2 separate regions of the Mus musculus genome follow, and region 1 is linked to region 2. Evidence: chromatin contacts called from public Hi-C data. All regions are on one chromosome and are shown on one strand. The core of a region is the stretch at or near the end of the contact, and the rest is flanking DNA. Distances in the headings are between cores, read along the strand shown.

Region 1 (3,562 bases), core at 224-2,723, 93 kb after region 2:
ACGCCCCCAGCCCCTCACTGGGAGATTCTAGGCTGGACCTCTACCACTAAGCCATGCCTCCAGCCCCTCACTGGGGGATTCTAGGCAGGGGCTCCACCACTGAGCCACACCCCAGCCCCTCCCTGGGGGATTCTAGGCAGGGGCTCTACCACTGAGCCACGCCCCCAGGCCCTCCCTGGGGGATTCTAGGGGGGATTCTAGGCAGGGGCTCCACCACTGAGCCACGCCCCCAGCCCCTCCCTGGGGGATTCTAGGCAGGGGCTCCACCACTGAGCCACGCCCCCAGCCCCTCCCTGGGGGATTCTAGGCAGGGGCTCTACCACTGAGTCACACCCCAGCCCCTCACTGGGAGATTCTAGGCTGGACTTCTACCACTGAGCCATGCCCCCAGCCCCTCACTGGGGGATTCTAGGCAGGGGCTCTACTGTTAAGCTTGATCTTCAGTCCTCTTTTTACTTTTTTAGACACCCTCACTGGCCTTGAACACACTCGGTAGGTCTTGAATTGATGATCTACTTACCTCAAGCTCCCTCCCAAGTACCTGAGATTACAGACATGCACCACCAAGCCTGGCTGGGAAAATTTAAATTCTAAATTTGGTGCCAGTGAGATGGATCAGCAGGTAAAGTCACTTGCTGCATAAACCAGATAACCTGAACTCAATCCCCAGAACCCACAGTGGAGAGAACCAACTCCTGAAAGTTGTCCTCTGACCTCCAAATATATGCTGTCACACACACACACACACACACACACACACACACATCACCACCACCACCATCAACAACAATAACGATAACGGTTAATAATAAAAAATAATAGTAATACATAAACCCTGCTTTTTATTTAAATATTCAAATACTATTCCTGTACCAAGTCTGGATTCCCAGTGAAATAGCCAGCCTTCGGAGTTTCTTCCCATTCATTCATACCATCGAATCCTATTAGCCCAGCTTCACCCCAACCTGCTGTAGGAAGAGCCTAAAGCCTTAGATGTGCGTGGGGCGGGGCTTATGATATTCCATCCCCTGCTGAGCTGCACGTGGGGGATTGCAGACACGTTAGAAAGTCTGACTCTGGAGGTCCCACAACGTAACTAGGAGCCCGCCACACACCCAGCTCTGCCAGGTGGGCATGATCCTTTCTCATGTCAGTTGAAGGCACAGAAGCCTGCACAGGGATGGGTTTTGTCTGGGGTGCCCAACTGAAACTTTGGCGACAGAGCTAACAACCAACCAATAGCCCAGCTGGAAGAGCCACTGGGTCCCCTCCCTCACCCATGCTCATTGCAGAACAGATGTGGCCAAGGCAGTGGGCTATGGTGGGCCTGACTCTGTCCATGTTCAGGAAAGCTCCCTTGCGTCCCCTCACCCCAAAGTCTAGATCAGGCTGGAGCACATGTGGCTCTCAGCCCAAGTTGACTAGTGATCCACAGCCTCACCCATCTGCATACAAAGAAAGAGTAAAGCGGCTGAGCCCACAGCCATCACAGGCATCTGTCGGCCTCCCCAGGGCCTCCGGGGCTGCCGGTTGGTAGCAAACACTACTCTCCTCTAATAAAACAAATCATCCGAGGCTGTGGAAGCCACAAGAGGAAACAGCTGTGCACTGCTGGCTGTGAACATGTGTTTCAACACCCATCTCAGCTCGCCCGCCTCACTCCTGTGGAATTCTGGATGCCTGGCTGGTTTTCTGGGTGCTCCAGATTGTCACACATGCACACTGTCAGTTCAATAGACTGCCCTCGGGCACTGACTGTATACAAGACACTGTCACCAACTCATAACCATCACATCCTCACGGTCCCTCCTCCTCCACCACCTCCTGATGACCATTCGTCACAGCCGTCACCCCTGCCGACTACAACCTCCCACAGCTGTCACCTCACAACCATCCTGTGACACGTATTCCTCACAATGACCACAGCATCAGAACCATCACTCCCTCATGACGTCCCCACAACTGCCACCTCTCCATATGTGCCATCCCCACCACCATCTCTCACTGTGCCACCATCCCTGTCACACCGTCATCAGGCTTCCCAGAGTCAGTGCAGGCTTTCCCCACATGTGGAGCTCCTCCTGGTTGGTGGTCATGTAATCTCGAAGGAGTCCCAGCATGACTGCAGCTTGCAGGGATGGTTAGACTCGTTAAGATTTGTATAATCTGTGTAACACGCATTCTTGTCAGTCTTGGGAAGTGGGTACTCATGAGGGTCTGAAACAGCTTACCCTAAAAGTCAGTGTTCTGCACCACCCTGTGATCTAATAGACTGGGGAAAGATGGGCATTGAGGAAGTCAGGTCATTTCACTACATCTCAACTGGAGGCTTCTACTGGGATACCCAGAAGTTGAGGGCATAGACAGGGTCAGAGAAGCCACTGGAGTGCACCCCAAGGATCTGACACAGAGCACCGCTTCTCCTCTACGTAACATTTTGCAAACTTCCTGGCTGGTATCCCTGGGGTGGGAGTGTCTGAGAACATAGACCATCATCCTGAGATTCAGCAGTCATAGAGATGCTTGCGATTCTAAAGCTGCCTGTCTAATATGACAGCCATCAGCCACATGTGGGCCCCCAGTTGATATTATATGGAACATAGTACCAGCGCATATCAAGTGCCCAGTAGAAACAGTGGCCATTGGCTGCCGAACTGGGCAGTGCAGGGAAAAAAAAAAACCACATGTCAGACGTGTTCATCAACCAGCACTGGGTCACAGGAGCCCTGCCAGGTTGTTGCCTACAGAGTCCAGAGCTACGAGGTGCCACAACTTACCACCAAAGGGGTGACCTGGAGAGCACACTTTTGTGTGTGTCCTGGATGCCAGAGGCCCAAGAGTGAGATGTCAGCTAGGCTGACTGAGCCTCCAAGGGAATCTGCTCTGGGTTTCACTCCAGCTACAGCAGGTGACCCTGGGCTTGCATACATCACCCCATCTGTGGGCCTGTGTGTTCAGACCATGTTTGTGCATGTGTGAGTTTGAGAGTTGTGTGTGTGTGTGTGTGTGTGTGTGTGTGTGTGAGTGAGAGAGAGAGAGAGAGAGAGAGAGAGAGAGAGAATGCACACGTGTCTGCAGTTGTGTCTCTTGCCTCTCACTAGGACAGCAAGTCACCCCACGATGAACTTATCTCGAGCTCAGGACACTAGTTACATCTGCCAAACACATTGTGTTTTCAATAAGATCCTTTTGAGCAGTGGTTCTCAACCTTCCTAAAACTGCGATACAGCTTTAATACAGTTCCTCATGTTGTGGTGGACCCCCCCCCAACCATAAAATTATCTCATTGTACTTCATAACTGCAAGTTTGCTACTGTAATGAATTGTAATGTAAATATCTGATATGCAGGGTATCTGATATGATACTCCTGTGAAAGGGTTGTTCCATCTCCCAAGGGGTGCCGCCATGCCCAGAGGTTGAGAACTGATACTTTTGAGGGTGTTCCTCTGTAGCAAGCCCCCTCCCACAGCTCCTGCCTGTCATTTATGGTTATCTGGGTCAGCTGGCTGTTATCGCAAGAGCATGAGTTCCCAGGACAAACACAAGCCTTGATCACCAGTG
Region 2 (3,212 bases), core at 403-2,902:
GAGAGACTGTCTCAAACAACAAAGACAATACCAAAATGAAGGCTTGAATCTAAAACCAGGACTTTAACTAATGTCATCAGGAGAGACCCTGTTTCCTAAGAGGTCACATTCTCATGGACAGGAATTGGGGATGCTTATCAATAGAGCATTAGCTAATTCTATCTAGGCAGAGGGCTTGGAAAGACACCAGAATCCCATGCTGAGCTTTAGGGACACAAAGCAGGGTGAACCACCACAGAGTCCAGAGAGTAACGAGATAAAGACTCCTGACTGTACTCCCAGGGTCAGCTTGCAGTGAGGGTCCCTGTCTTAGTCAGCCTTAGCTGTCATCTTGACATGGTCTGGAATCACTCGAGAAGAATGCCAGTTGAGTAACTATCTTAATAAGCTGGCCTGTGCACACGACTGTGGGTTAATGTGATGTAGTAGTGTAATGTTAATGTGTCTTAGTTGGTGTAGGAGGGCCCACCCCACTGTGGGCGGCACCACTTCCTAGGCAGGTGGCCATAGGCTGTATAAAAACACTAATAAGAGCAAACCAACAAGCAGTGTTCTTCCATTGTTTCTGCCTCCAGGTCCCTTACTTGACTTCTCTCAGTGATGGATTGTGACCTGGAAGTCTGAGCCAAATAAACTCTCTCCTGCCTATCTTGCTTTGGTCATGGTGTTTGTCACAGTAACAGAACACAAACTTGAAAAGTTTCCAGCATTATGTCCCTGCCCATTGGGCACCCCCAGCTCTGGATCGCTTCGAAGCAAATCAGACACCCTGAACACAAACCATGTCCACCAGGTGAGGCTACACCCATTTCCTCTAGCTCCCTTCCCCCAGCATGTCAGCCCAATAGTTCAGGGCTGAAGAGAAAGGAGACATGTGGGTTCTGCCTGGGTACTGCATAGCTGTCAGAAGAGACCCTAGGACATTCCTATAACTCCCCAATCTGGAAAGGCTCTGGTCAGTGTGGCCAGATAAACAGACAGACTGTCTGATAGGTCCTCATTGTGTGTCCTCAGCTTTGTCATAGACTCAAGGTTGCCCAAGGAAATGAGACCCGCTTCTACCTACTGACCTACAACAAGCTTGGACAGGGCAGTATGGGGTTTGTTGTGAGTCCTCAGGGTTCAGGGGAACATCCTCTTTGCTCTTGCCTGTTCTAGTGACCCCTCCTCAACTTTTTCAGTCATCAAATGATATCTTGAAGAACCCTAGCCCCCAGAGCAGGACTTGGTCACTACACTATGGTTCCTGCTTCAAAGGGTAATCTGCCCACTGTCCTCCCACAGGTGCCATGGTGTGGCTATTTCTGTGTTCTACCACAGCTTCCTCCCCCCAGGTGCCTGTAGCTATACATAATAAAGACCTTGCTCCACTGATGCCCAGAGCTCTGACCCTTCCCAGGCTCCTTGTTTACCAGCAGGAAAACAGGCCCAGCAGGCGGGTGGGGTGCAGGCCGTCCCTGGCCCCAGCTGTGGAGCAGCTGAGCTCACTGGAAACCAGCTAGGGACCTGAATGCCACTCTTGTCTGCTGGCCTGGTCAACAGCCTCTGTGGCTGCCCAGAGTCTCTATTGACTCAAGATAAGTTCCGGGGGCCCAGAGAACTCACTGTTTGGCCCAGTGTCCAGGCAGAGACAGCTGGGCCTGCTGAGTCCCATGCTGGGACCTAGTGGCCGGTATTGCCAGCTCTGCAAACACGCAGCTGGTCATACACTGTGTCCCTCATGGCAACACCTATCAGCTTCTTGTGGCAATGCCAGCCATGAGGTGGGTCACATGCCCTTAGAGCTCTGTCCAGAGCAGGTGTTGGAATGACGTAATATCTTGCCAGAGATGACTTGGTCTTCCGACTCTCACCAATATTTACATTCTCAGCTGTGCAGAAAATCTAATCAGACTTCCAGTGACACCTGCCAGGTTATGCCATATTGTTCCCTGGCTTTAGGCTTCTGGAGGCCTAGTAATCTGACAGGGGGTGGGGGGACCTGGGGGGAGTATGGGGGAAGACTAGGGCACAGCAGTAGGGACTCAGGGAGGAAACACAAGGCAAGATGGGCAGGCAGATGCAGCTCCAGCTTGCAGCCCCCAGAGGCCCTGGGGCTCCATCCACTCTGTCCAGAGCTAAACCAGGGCACATGTCCAACTTACTGAGGCTTGGATCAGAGACCAGCAAAAAAGAAAGGGGTATGAGGAAGTACTTTCTAGAAATTTCTTTCAGGAAAAATAGCAGGCCCCACCATCTAGAGCCTATGCAGCAACTGAATATGGTTTAGCAATTGCTGAACCAACTTGTCCCAGGTGAATGAATGAGTATCCAGGATGACCACAGGTGAGCACCCAGTATGAGCACAGGTGAGCACCCAGTATGACCACAGATGAGTGCCCAGTACAAAGGTTTTCTGAAAGGTCTTTATCCCCAAGGCCTCCACCCCTTGCTAAGGGAGGCTTTCTTGCTCTGCTCTGTCTGCTTGCCTCCCTTGAGCACAAACAACGGACAGAGTCACACAGACAAGGACCCTTGTGGGCTGTGTCTTCCTCAGAGACCCAGCATGGTCAATCCCATCAGCACACCTACAGTGGGCCAGAGCCTCTGAGGAACTATCTGGGGTTCCATTGGCCATTAGGAACTGGAGATAAAGCCCATCTATGTCAGAACAAATAAGGCGCTGAAACCAGAGAAGCCTGAAGAGAAGATAAACCCAGCATTCATGCGCAGCAGGGAGAGACTGTGTGTCCCCTACTTCCCGCATCCACAGTCCCAGCCCAGCAGAAACAAAGAGAACAGAGCCAGCCACGTTAATCATTACTGCTCAGCCCAGGGTGAGGAGAGCGGGCCTTTATTTGGAGGAGGAAAGGAGGCTCCACCTACCAGCCCCATGTGGTCCTCAAACCCTGGCCCTGTGCTGGCTCCTGAAACAGAAATACCCCTGCCCTGCACGCTCATAGCTGGCAACTCCACTGCACAAAGAACACTGCTCTAAGTCCTAAGGCCTACCCTCTCTGTGTGGTTACGGGGCAGCCCACCCAGGTAAGGAAGACACAAACTGATTGACTTGGTAGCATCATCCAAAGTTGAAGAATGGTGCTGTAGGTTTGCCCTGGATAGCAGCTGTTCTTGACCTGTCCTCGCCAAAGAAGCTACCATGCCACTGGGGCTTTCTGAATCCTGGGAGATCCAAAGTCATGTGATGCCATCCCCAAAACCTCCAGCAGCCA

The links. A called contact is a pair of places that touch in the nucleus more often than the background predicts.
Region 1: a Hi-C map of muscle stem cells shows a contact between it and region 2, with 2.4 times the contacts expected there. The contact joins two enhancer-like sites. A contact is called at or near these places in 19 of 484 Hi-C or Micro-C datasets (the AML12 cell line, the G1E-ER4 cell line, the HL-1 cell line and 11 more) and 2 of 115 datasets of contacts at active chromatin or transcription factors (large pre-B cells and pancreatic cancer cells).

Annotation. Positions count from the first base shown.
Region 1 is chr5:138,954,993-138,958,554 of GRCm38.p6, forward strand. No RefSeq gene overlaps it. Among named protein-coding and RNA genes, the nearest start is that of Gm38726, 22 kb to the left of the region's middle. Within about 2 kb of position 1,474, at least 20 of the 459 cell types and tissues checked have an H3K27ac peak or open chromatin away from gene starts, as enhancers often do. A contact at or near this core is called in muscle stem cells, where this site is marked.
Region 2 is chr5:138,862,264-138,865,475 of GRCm38.p6, forward strand. It overlaps the pseudogene Gm31891. Among named protein-coding and RNA genes, the nearest start is that of Gm30206, 39 kb to the left of the region's middle. Within about 2 kb of position 1,653, at least 39 of the 459 cell types and tissues checked have an H3K27ac peak or open chromatin away from gene starts, as enhancers often do. A contact at or near this core is called in muscle stem cells, where this site is marked.